Regions from separate parts of the Gossypium hirsutum genome. Here region 1 is linked to region 2. The links are chromatin contacts, called in public Hi-C maps. All regions are on one chromosome and are shown on one strand. Each heading gives the region's core, a stretch centred on a gene start, on an enhancer-like site or on the middle of the called end of the contact. The rest is flanking DNA. Distances are from core to core; before and after follow the strand shown. Region 1 holds the start of LOC107951387 (trihelix transcription factor GTL1). Region 2 holds the start of LOC107951320 (U3 snoRNP-associated protein-like EMB2271).

Region 1 (7,055 bases), core at 3,717-6,216, 680 kb after region 2:
TAGTATATATGACTAGTTCTAGAATATTTACAAAACCGAGCTTTTACAACAGATTTTATCACTTGAAACACTTGTATCGAAGTTCTTCATATCGATGAGTCTTAAATGCATTGATTCCTTTCATACCGAATGTGATTTTTAAATGAATTTTTGTTAATAATTTGCTTTAAATGATAATGTTTCTGATTAAATTATAATATCATTATTTGAGATATTATTAGAGACAAAGATAATGACTATGGATAACCTACCATTTTTCAAAATTGGATGACATTGGTACATTTCAACAATAGAAGATGGAATCGGATGAGGATGAAATAAAATATTACAATAAAAATGGAGGGAAATTATGAAATAATTGTATCCCTTCCTTTCTCATTTATTCTATCTATAAAGTTAGTAAATTAATCCAACATTAATTTAGTGGAAAAGTATTAAAATAACAAAATTTTAAAATTAATTACAAATATTATTATTTAAATATATGATTAAATTAGTGGTATGAGTCAATTGGACACCAATTTGATTAGAGAAATTACGCAAGTGTCCTTCTGTATTTAAAATAAGTTATATTATTTTAGGTACTTTAGTCTTTTCATTTAAAAAATAATAAATAATTTGCATAGGAGATTTGATCACATGACATTTGCATTGATAAAACTCTAACTTTATCACTCAACAAAAGCTTTACCTTGAATTGTTTTGTATATTTTAATTTTATTATACACACTTTATTACTTCCATCAATTGCATATATTTATACTATTATTTAAACACTTGATTGAGTTAGGTCACGAGTTAACTGAGCACCAACTCGATTAGAGGAATTACACAAATGTTCTTCTGTATTTAAAAAAAGTTATATTATTCTAGAGTACTTTAGTCTTTTTATTTTAAGAAACAATAAATAATTTGCATATGATGAGATTTTAACACCTGACATTTAATATCCTTGATCTAGTAAATAATTGTAGTGCATTTAATATTCTTAATCAGGTATATTTACGTGTTTAAGTTTTGTTTTACTCACAGTTCAATTTATTTTTTCATTCTAATATCGTACATATTGCATGTGTTATTATTAATAGCTTTAGACCATATATTTCATTATTTATTGTATGTTATTTTTAAACTAATCTTTGTATTTTAAATACATAGTTTTCACATACATACGCGTGTGATAGAATTTCTAGCAATAATAATGTTGTTGATTGAGTTGGTATTACAAATTAACTCGACATCAACTTAGAATTGATGACAACATTATAATAAACAATTGTATTCATTTAGTATTCTTAATCTAATATATTTATCTGTTTAAATTTTATTTTACTCACAATTGAATATATTTTTTTCATTTTAATATTACACATATTTTATGTGTTATTTTTAATTGGTTTTAAAACCATACATTTTATTATTTATGGAATGTTATTTTTAAACATATCTTTTTGTTCTAAATATTATTTTTCACACATATAAACATGTGATAGATTTTTTATTAAAATATTTTATTATGATATTTTTTACCTCATATAATCTAATATTTATAAATGGAGTTTAATTTCTTCCAATTTATGAAACAATTTCTTTTTTTAGAAGATTTCTACTAAAATACTAAGAAAAAGCCTTACTATTTCATTTTTCTTAAATATAATAAGTTTTAATTATTTTATTACTTTACTCGTGTGTGTTTTTAATTTAAAATTTCAGTAAAATAAAAGAATATTAACCCTGAATTGTGTCCTCATAAAACATAGCCCTTTAATGTGTATGCCATTATTAATCCTGCTTGGCATTACAATGACATAATTAATCATGCTAAATTATGACCCTAAACGAAATTAGGTAAAAAAAATATGTAAAAATTTAATGAGATCTGAATTGAAATGGTAAAATTAAATTTATGGATGATTTGATAAGAATAATATTTATATATATTTTTAGATTTTTATTGATTCTTAATACTAATTTAATCAAAGATTTAATAATATAAGTCAACTATAATCTAAAAAAGTTTTTTTTTCTTTTTAAATGTTTTTATATCAATTTATTTTGGCATGAATTTATTAGATATTTGGGGAAAAAAAAGAAATGAATAATTTAGGGATGGAGATTCTTGAAAACCATAATATGATACCAACAAATCCTAATGTTAATTTTCTATGATATGTATTGGCATCATTAAAATGATACCTAATGCCCTCATGCTTTAGATTGAGGGTTTGTAGCTGTCATGTTGAATTATAATTTTGCTTGCTTCATCAACATTATAATTATTTACAAATTTGAATTATTAATTAACATTTATTTCTAGTAATTTCTTTTAAAATCTAAACCAAAATAATACTCATGTTACAATTTTTAATATATATCTAATATGTACCGATTTATATATCTAATTCATAAATTTTAAACTTTTTTGTATTTGTTTAAAGTTATTTTTAATAATATTATTTTCAAATTTTAAAATTTTCATTAAAAATATAATGTATTTTATAACTATATCCAATACTAATTGATTGAGTAAAATGACTTTCATTTAATATTAATATTGAATTCTATATATGAATAATCTTTACCTTCTTCTCTTTAATTTAATTAAAAAAATTAAGATAGAAAAGATTGAACAAGGTAAGGTAAAAGGAAGGGGAATGTAAAATTAGTTAATAACAATCTATACCACATATAATTAAATTTATTTTACACCTAAAATTATGTAATAAATATATTTATTAAAAGTTCACCTAAAAATTAATTAATGAATTAGTTACAATGGTAAAATTATTTATTTATCATGCATGATGTATAAATTCAAAATTTTCATTATCTATTTATCAAAATTTTATTGATTTATTATATAAAAATATATTCTCATAAAATATAATTTAATCTATATTTGAGAGAGTATTTTAGTAATTTCATAATTGTGTGGTGTCTAATTGACCCGTAATATCAATTCAATAAAACACTTAAAATAAGTATATACTGGATTTTCATACCCACAATGTAGGTGAAAGAAAAATATAATATTGAAATTTTATTTATAAAAAAATAAATATTTGAGTTATAGGTGAAATGGTAAAATATTTATAGTTAAACATTATGTAAGTCAGATTGGGTTAAATCCTTACCTATTACATTTTTAGTTGTTTTATTTAAACCTTTCACATAAAAATAATAAAAGGCGAAAAATAGTATTATATTAATATTAATATTAATTTCTTATTGGAAAATGATTTTTAACGAATTTTTTAATTGAGTTGATTTTGAGATAGATATAATGCTTTTGATTAAGTTGGTGTCACCTAGATATGATCATGAGTTGGGCCACTTATCTAGGCCTGAAAGTTCGCCTGAAAAGTGAGAGGGTTTAGGCAAAAAATAAGGCTCACTTTCTAAATGGTTGAACCTCAATTAGTTATTTTTGCTCGAATCACATGTTGTTCTTTTTAATTATTTTTAATTTGTTAAAAAAATTTATTTTAATATATTTAGTGTATTTAATACATTATATTTTTATATAAATAATTATCTAAAAAATTTATTATGATCGAGCTAGGTCGGGTACAAATTTAATATTTTTAATATGGGTTGGGTTTGAACAAAATTCTACATCATTTGACTCAGGATCAAATTTAGTATCATTTATCAACCTAGTCTCAACTTTCTAATCTGTAACTCTGATGTGAATTTATCCAAAATTCATTTATTTTACAAAATAAAAACTATTGTTTTGAGGATATTCATATTTTTTTATATTTTGATAAACGTAATAAATTATAAGCCTATAATGGAGATTGAAGCCAAGATGTTTGCTGTCTCAATTTTACTATTTCATATTAACATTTAAAATATATTAAAATTGATTACATAATTGTTTCAAAATGATAATAATAATAATAATAATAAAAACAAAAGTAAAGGTCCCCAATGCACATGGAACTTAGAAAGGGGGGGCCGACAAGTTCGTTTAAACAAAGTCATATCAAAGTGACAACACAAGGGGGGCACTTGTTTGCTTAATTGCTTTAACTATGGTTTAAGCCTTTAAAAGGTCTGGTAGAGTATGGGATTTAAATTCCTTCCTTTTTTTCTTTAATTGTAAAACACACAATTAAGTAGCCAACGTCTACGTGCATGCTTGTATTACCAAAGGTAATGTAAAGCCTCAATTAATTGCTTGTTTCAAACCTACGTATTTTATTCTAATTTCTTCTTTCTCTATACTTTCCCCGTTAAAACACCCAATTAGAATTTCACAAAATAATAATAATAATAATAATAATAATAATAATAATAATTAGAGATTAACTAAAAAAGAAGAAGAAGAGAGAGTTAGATTTAGGTCAATTTCAAAAGGACATAATTGGAGCGGCAGAGAGAAATGATTAGGCTTTGGCACTAGATTTCTTTTTATTATTTGAAATTCCTAACACTCGACTTTCAGACTTGAGATATAGCTTTTTTGCCCCCTTTTTATTTTGGTCTAATTATAGTGTTGGCCCCTATATTTTTTTAAATTTAAAATTTAATCGTTTTACTTTTAATTCTAAAAAGTTATTTTTTTTACACTTTTGGTTTATTAATTGAAATTCAATAGATAACATCTTCAGAAATAACTTGTCAAATTGAATTACGAATTACGAAAAAAGTATACTTCTTTAAAATGGTAGTGAAGAACTTTACAACTCAAATTTAGAATACAAAATCTTATAAATTTAGATTTAATATTTTTATTCACTTATTTAATATTTTATGCTTGAGTAATATTAATCATGTATAAAATTCAATTTAATTGAATTCCAATTATTAAATTAAATAATATAAAATTAAATTTATATTTAATTATAAATTAAATTTCATATATATAAATATATAATTGAGAGCGTAATTAAATTGTTTAAAAGGGGAAAAAAGAGGGAATAATTGAATAAGAAGAAATGTAAGGAGGCAAAAGTGGGTTTAACAATTATTAGCTGCAAAGTGACAAAGCTCCTGACAACAAAGCATCATCTATACCTCCCTTTGTTTTTGTTTTATCATTTCTATGATTTCAGTTTCATCTTCATTTTCATTTCCCCCCCACCTCCCTCCCCCCCCCCTCTTTATTTCTCTCTCTCTCTCTCTCTCTCTCTTAATCATCATCATCCTCGTAATCGTCATCTCCATTCATTTGTTCTCTCTCTCTCTCTCTCTTTCTTCTTTATTCTGTCCTTTATTATTATTTTTCTTCAGATCGATAGGCGCAGTTGATTATGATTATACCCTTTCCTCCTCCTCTTCCTCTCTTTCTTCTTTACTGCTGCTAGCTCACCTCCCTCCCTTTTCTTTTTTTACTTCTCGAAGAGGTCACCACTAACTCTTCTCTCTTCGATCTTATCTATTTAACATCGTCCAATTTCTCACCCAACTTTCTCTGTTTTTATTTTTTTGGTTAACTGGGTTAGACCCCATTACAACGTGTCGATCACCGGAGCGGCTCCCCCCTCTCGCATCGAAGCTGTGTGGGGGAGGAGGGCGGAGAAAGAGCAAACACAGTGAGTGAGTGAATTGAAGTGAATTGTTGTGTATGGTATTTATAAGAACAAATGGAAGTGGAACAATCTTCATGCAACATTCATAGGATATGAAAGATTATTATTGGTGGGAGAAAAATAAAACAAAACAGATTTCCAAGTAGATGCAGCAAGGCGGCGGCAGCGGAGGGCATCAATCTCAATATGGGGAGATGGGTGGTGGTCCAACGACTGATGCAACGAGTAGCAGTCACATGGTGAGCGAACAGTCGGAGCAGTTGGAAGAGGCATCTCCTATAAGTTACAGGCCACCAGCTGCTGCCATTGGGAATCCCGATGAATTGATGATGAGGTTAGCCGAGGAAGGAGATGAAGGGGATCGACTAGGTGACGACCACGGCTGCGTAGGAGGGGGAGCTGGTGGAGTTGCAAGTGGCAATAGGTGGCCCCGTCAAGAGACTCTTGCACTTCTGAAGATTAGATCAGATATGGATGGTATTTTTCGTGATGCCACCGTCAAAGGCCCTCTTTGGGAAGATGTTTCCAGGTAAATCAAACAAACCCAATTTCAGTTCCTTAAATAATAAAATTACAGCAAATTCCAGTAAAAAATTTTATAATCATTTCCTGAATGCATTTCTCTCCATAAGCACATGGTTTCTATCTGTTTCCATCACAATTCACGAGCTGGGGCATCTTCATTTTTCTTTTTATAATTAATTAAAGAATAAGTAAAGGCTGAAAAGGCCCAGATCCGCTGCATGAACTCTAACCAATCCAATCTTTTCCATTTTTATATTATATGTATATGTATATATATTCCTCTTTATTTTTTTACTTACCACTAGTAGTATTATTCACGTCTTTTGAAATTAGCAACCCAGAATTTGAAAATCCCGAGAGAAATTCCTTTTAATTTTAAAAGAAGAGTTTGATTATGTGTTATGTGAGTAAACAAGGGGCTGGGTTTGGCAGGAAGTTAGCGGAACTTGGTTACAAAAGGAGTGCCAAAAAGTGCAAGGAAAAATTCGAGAACGTCCACAAGTACTACAAGCGGACGAAAGATGGTCGAGGTGGGCGTCAAGATGGTAAGAGTTACAAGTTTTTCAGCGAGCTAGAGGCTCTCAATACAACTTCTGCCACTCTGTCAAAACCACCCATCACGCCAGCCACCTCCGCCAGCCTCGACGTGGCTCCCATTTCGATTGGAATCCCTATGCCCATCTCTTCCGTCAGGATTCCACCTACTACAACTGCTATCCCAATGTCCTCGTCTATGTTACCCATGCCTGGATCCGCTCCACCACCTCCTCCTGCCACTCCATTTGGAATCAGCTTCTCTTCTAATAGCTCTTCCTCTTCTCAGGGCTTTGAAGATGAAGATGAAATCTGGAGGGAACCGTCGACGGACATGGGTGGCACTAGTCGTAAACGTAAAAGGCAGTCGTCGTCAAGAGAGGGTGGTAGTAGTAGTAGCAGGAAGAGGATGATGGAGTTCTTTGAGGGTTTAATGAAACAGGTGATGCAGAAACAAGA
Region 2 (6,481 bases), core at 1,614-4,113:
ATTCAAAAGCCTAAAAGTGCAGTATAAAGCAGTAGTAAACTGTTAACCAATGTATTGAGTAGGTGTCTTTAACTTACCAATGGAACGTCATATAAAGGCTGGATATCTTTTCTGCCAGTCTCAATGGCCCATAATCGAACACAACCATTACCAGCTCCTGATGCAGCAAGGTCACTGCCTCGACATACACTGATTGAACTAACCCATGAATATGTTGATGAAAAATTATAGCCCTCAATTTTGTGATCACCATTTTCTGCAGAGTGTAGGCATGAAACAAGTTAAACGACAGTGGCTAGCAAGCTGTATGGAGAAGTTAAAATTATATTTAAAACCTGGACAATTTGGCTTTTCCTTTTTGAGTCAAAACAATATCATACCAGCACTTTGATAAAGTAAATTAAAAAAAAATTGAAAAACAGAAAGAATCTTTTAAGGAGCAAAACACAATGAAAGAGGTATCCAGAGGTAGTGCTACTTCAGGCAAGGCTCAGCCTAAGATACTTTAAGCTTGATTCCATCGTAAAGTTATCACATTTTTAAACAAATCAGATGTTTTGTTTTAAACTAAGTCTAATATATAAAAATGATTAAAAGTTCATTTGATTTTTTTTTTTTGGGGGGGGGGTTGCCAAACAAAATCCAACTAAACTACGAACATAAATCAAATACATAGACCAAAGTCTAAACAAAGACCTTCATTCATTTAAAATATTTTTAAGTATTTAAATGATAAAAGGTGTATCTAGGGTGGCCGGGTTGGGCTTAAGACACATGAAAAACAGGGTTAATTGAAATATTTGTGATTACCTAAACAATTATCAGGGATATTTTCACAGCCTTTTTGTTCAACATTTTGGCCAGCAGGCAGCAGAGCATGAGCATTCTTCACAATATATACAGGTTTCTTTCTTAATACGTTCCAAAGTTGAATACTTCCATCGTCCGAGCCAGATAAGAATTCATCATTGTTAATAAAGCAGCAGCACTCCAAAGATGTTGGTGGGGGACGAAAAACCAATCGAGACTGGTCGAGAACCTAGTCAGCATGGTTCAAAAGGGATGCTTATCAGATATGGAGAACAAAAGCAATATCCCAGTATCCACCTAGCCTACAGTTCAATGAAACAAATTCTACTAGCAGTTCAATAATATGCTCAGAATATAGGGGGTGGAAGGGTCGTAGGGGGTGCATATTAGAAGATATCCAACAATTTTGATTGTACAGTGAACACAAGTGAACTTCTATCAGAAGCATTACTCCACATCACATTGTTATTTTTTCGTCCATGATTGTCTACTTGGATGATGAACTAAAACTTCTACATCATGTTTACCTTAAACAACATCATACATCGATCACGGCCAACTGTCAATACTCGTTCTTTCCTTAGGCAATCAAGGGTCAACACTTCACTTTCATGACCACATATTGTGTCAATGTAAGCTCGGTCTTCCATGTTCCAATACTTGATTGTTCGATCAAACGATCCAGAAAAAAGATCTGTAGTACCTTGCCTAAAACTTAAACATGACACAGGCTTTTGATGACCTGAGAATGCCTGTTGAGAACATATGAAAGGCCAAATTGAGAAAACTGTACACTTCATCATTGAAAAACAGGAATGGGTTAAGTTGGTGAGATTACATATTACTGACTAAACTAAAAACAGAAATATGTTGTCTTTTTCCTTCTACTTTTGGGCTTTTTCCAAAAATAAGGTATACAATATGTCAATATCATCTAGTATATCTGCTAAGTTTGATAAGTAAGGCGGAACTACCTGTAAATGCTCTCTTGTACGAATATCCCATAGATGAACATGGCGGTCTAAGCCTCCACTAGCCAAATACCGGCCATCTGAACTAACAGCCAAGGCTAATACACTTTTACTGTGCTTTTTAAGGCGACCCCTTGGATCCTTGGCCCCATGACTTTTAAGAATATCTTCACTAGGCCATTGGTACCTTTCTGTCTTCCCACTTTCTACATCCCACTGTAAAATAGTACCGTCTTTGGAAGCTGAGAAGCCCTTCAAGTCATCATCAGATAAAGCTACAGCAGTAACAGTGTGACGATGCTTCACCATGACTCTAAATCCATCAGCAGTTTCTGGCTTTTTAAGCCTGAGTTGAGTACATTCAACAATGTAAGCAATCTCTCAATAACAAAGCAAAAGTGCTCCTACGATATTCCAAAACTAGAACAGTGATTAGACGTTTTAAACATAGAAAAAAATTGTTTTTACCTGGAAGCAACGACTCTCTTAATCCTGCCACTCTCCTCAAGCTGTTCTTGCTGCAAAATCTTGGCCACAAGCGAATCCCTAGCCTCTTCTTCTTCCACTTCCTCGTCCCCATCCCTGCCCTCTTTCTCCTTCCTTGCTATTGCCCTCATCTTATCCAAAAGCTCCGTCGCCACTCTTTTCCGAATCTCACCAGGAGTCTCCTCAATCTCATTCTCATCCTCTCCGCCGTTTCCGTCAGAAGCCCCCTGAATCTCCGCCTCCTCTTCAGAACCACCTGACTCAATGTCATCATCCTCGTAGTCCATTTTCCGCCGCTTCTTACTCTCCGTCTCGAAAAAGGGATCATTTTTCAGCGAAAATTTCTTCCCTTTTGGGCATCCTTTTGTGGCCGACGTCCCCCGCTTCTTCTCATTCTTGCTCTTCATAGTTCAACAATCAGAGATGAAGAAACAGCTAAATAAATGAAGTGTTTCTTCAAAATGCAAAGGAGACGAGAACCGACGGGTTTAAGACTAGGGTTTTTCTATAAGAAAGCTGATATTATGTACTTATGTGATGCGATCTAAATACGGCTCGGGTCTCTGTTGCGATTAATAATAATAGATAGATAAATATAATTTATAGATAAATATAAAATTATATATATAGTTTTAATGTGAAATTTAATACAAGAAATTCAATTTGATGCAGTTATCTATATCCTGTTTCCATATATGGATTAGACTTTTAATTTTTAGTTTAATTGTATACATTTAAAGAAATAAATATATTTATTATTGATTAAGTCTTAGTTCAATTGATATTGACATTATTATCAATACTGAAATATATAAGTTCTAGTGCGTCAAAGCATATTTATTCTCTTATTAATATATTTGTTTTTGTTTGTAATATATGAACATAAATTAGTATTATGTCAATAATATTTTCATATATAAAATTCCACAAATTAAAAATTTAGATATAACATTGAACATTAAAATAAAGTTCATGGTAATTTTAATATTTATTCCTAATTATAATTATTTTTTATACAAAGCATAAAATTACCCATAATTATGGGTGTGGAAAAAAAATTCTAAACCGAAAAATCAAAGTGAATTGAACAAAAATATTGAATTTTTTCGGTTTTTTAATTTAACTGATTTTTATGTTCAGTATAATTTGTTTATTCGATTGATTTTCGATTTTGACATTTTAAATCAAATAACACGGATAAATCATAATCTATAAGGCCAAAAGCCCATAACCCAATTACATACCCAAACCTAAATTCAGACCTTAAACCTAAATACTTATTAAAACTTAATACTCGTAAAGGTACGTTTGATTCACTGTAATAGAATAAAGCTATAATTGAATAGAGCTCTAATGAATAGATTTGTAATTAATAATTCAATTGTTTGGTTGAATGGACTAAAATAGAACTGTAATAGTATTTTTTTTTTTGATTGAATAGAATAGATGTTGTAATAGTATAAGGAAAAAGACTTAAATGACCAAAGCACCCTTAGCAAAATTTTTTTATGTAGATAATTATTGTTGTTATTAAATTTTAATAAAATTATTGTTTAATATATTTTTATTAAAAATAATAATAAATAATTTTATCATATTTTAACATAATTATTATTACATATAATTTAATAAAATAATATACAATTTAATAACATTCTTAATATAATTATTATATTATATGAATTAAAAAATCATAATATATAATATTGTTAAAATAATATATAATCTATTTTATTGTTTTTAAACTGCATTACATATTTAATGTGCTAAAATATCATTAGTGAAACAAATAATTTAATTATTCTACAATAAAAAATAAAACATTAGAAGTAATAAATAACTTGAGAATTATATTTCATATCCAAATATAATATTCATATATTAACAAAATTTTCCATGATTTCATTAGCTTATATGTCATAATCCATATGTTAAATTCTATCATGTCATTATATCATCCAAATATTACAAACACAAAAACTTACCAAAATATCATCAATACAACCATGATTTTTAATGGTCAACAAGAAATCTTCTGACCCATTCCAATCGCACAGAAGAAGGTAAACTAAAGAAAATGAGCATTTGCGTTAGATGGTTTGGGATTTGCTCAACGCGCGATATCTTTCCCCTTCTTGTTGCTACCTTCAACCACTCCTTTAGCTAAAACATACAAATCATTCCATTATTTCAAGAGGATATACATTTAACACATTTAACCATTCCATTCCATTATTTCAAAAGGATACACATTTAACACACAAACCATAATAGTATACAACAACAGCAACCCTTACTATTAATAGCAATAATATATTTACAAAATATACATGTATGAACTAAAATTGAGTCAATGTTGAAAACACGATGCTAAAGAAGAGTAATTCTCGTAAGCATATAACCCTATTTTGAATTAAAAAAATTCAGGAAAGAATATCATGTCTAATCCACAAGGGAAACCAAATAAAATATAAATCCCAAATATTAAAAACATTTGCAAAAACAAATGATAGGTAGATAACGAAACATCTCAAAAACAAACAGTATATATTGATGCCAACCATTGGGCTAAAATTGACGTATTAATTCCATTAATGATGCACACAAAATAAACAAAGCCTCTTCAAGTCAAATGCTATCAATACAAATCATCAATGATTAAAAAAACCAACTCACATTGGCTGCAATCTCAGAGTCAAATCATACAAACAATTGACTATCAACTTATAAAAATTTCCTTTAATCATACAAACAAATATTTTTGTTTTGGTTAACATGTCATTCAAAAAATGGGAAAAAAACGACTTGAAAAGTGAGGTAAAAAGCAAAAGCTGGATTCTGGGAATGAATCATTGTTCTTATACTAGAAGTGGGTAAGCATCGATTTATCTTGTTTTAGTTCATAATTGATACTGCTTATTATAGAATAGAACTTTTTGGGGTTGATTCTTTTGTTTACCTTTTGTTTGTGGAAATGCTTTATATTCCATTTTAGGGATTGGTTTGCTTCATTGGAATCACCATCACCTGTTAGATTGTTTAGTTTTTAAATAGGTCAATCATTTAGATACGGAAAATAGTGAGGATGGGAAATTTGTTGATCCAAATGTTATCAAAACAAATCAGCAATGATTAAAAAAATCAGTCCACATTAACTACAGTCTCAAAATCAGATCATACAAACAATTGACTATCAAATGATTAAGATGGACTAAGATTCATGCTTGTGCTAAGCAAGAACTGCAAAAGCACAAAGCCTGGGTAAGTTTTTAAATGCAGAGATACTAGTTCAAAGAAATCCAAATAATAAAGCAGAAAGCTATAAATGTAATGAGTAACTTACTCTTCTTCACCAGAAGAATCAACAGATTCCATTGATGGTGTCTTTTTGGCCTATATGACAAAGCAAATGAAGATTCAAGTGAGTATGGTTTTCCTCTATCAACAGAAACTGTAAAAATAAGTAAAGCATCTCATTGCATTTTCGCATGAAACCAAAGCACATATACATCCACCAGCAATATAAGGTACAACATTCAGATGCACATATGCTTTACTAAGTAGCACAATAATAGTTTGTAGAAATAGGCTTGTTCTATTATATAGTCCAAATATAATGATTTAATTTAGTTGACTAACATTGAAAGAATTTTTTTGCTTACTTGCAGTAAACAACTTCATAAGAATTCAATTTACACCAATTTAATTAATTAAGCTTGGAAAGAAACGAATTGTAAGGTTTCAAATACAGTTCGATTTTCTTTTCTAAAGCTCAAAGGCTACGCGTTTCATGATATCCATAATACTTTTTATCTAAGGAAATTCCATGAGATCCAATCTAAACCTACGATTGAAATTAAAAGAGTAAAAAATTAAAATTAAATCACCATCGATCATGCCAAATAAGATTTCCTTTGAAAAATTTGAGTCTACCTTTCAAGAAAGTCTACAGTTTCAATACCAAATAAGAGTTACAGTTGTGGAAGAAAATACAAATCTTCTCTCTTTCAATAATGGGTTGTAGAGCTTCAATGTTACTTACCAACATAGTTCCTAGTTTCCAATGTGATTTCAAATTTGAGACTATGTTTATTAAAAAAATATCAAAGATGATGGTGCAGGAAGCAGTAACAAAAAGAGGCAGAAAAAATTTGTGGGTAAAAAAAAATAGCAAACAGGAAAATGAAAGGAATAGTAGAAGGAAAAATGTTTAC

What was found. A called contact is a pair of places that touch in the nucleus more often than the background predicts.
Region 1: a contact with region 2 is called in a Hi-C map of leaf, with 2.3 times the contacts expected there. The contact joins the promoter of LOC107951387 here to the promoter of LOC107951320 in region 2. A contact is called at or near these places in 2 of 34 Hi-C or Micro-C datasets (callus and leaf).

Annotation. Positions count from the first base shown.
Region 1 is chrA02:41,457,998-41,465,052 of Gossypium_hirsutum_v2.1, forward strand. It overlaps LOC107951387 (trihelix transcription factor GTL1), which reads left to right and starts at 4,967. Exons shown (of 3, transcript XM_016886435.2): 1 at 4,967-6,066; 2 at 6,495-7,055. The coding sequence starts at 5,684.
Region 2 is chrA02:40,776,462-40,782,942 of Gossypium_hirsutum_v2.1, forward strand. It overlaps LOC107951320 (U3 snoRNP-associated protein-like EMB2271), which reads right to left and starts at 2,864. Exons shown (of 7, transcript XM_016886322.2): 1 at 2,250-2,864; 2 at 1,785-2,127; 3 at 1,338-1,562; 4 at 811-1,039; 5 at 78-256. The coding sequence starts at 2,674. LOC107951321 (a long non-coding RNA gene) reads right to left here. Exons shown (of 3, transcript XR_001698397.2): 2 at 5,611-5,660; 3 at 4,086-4,430.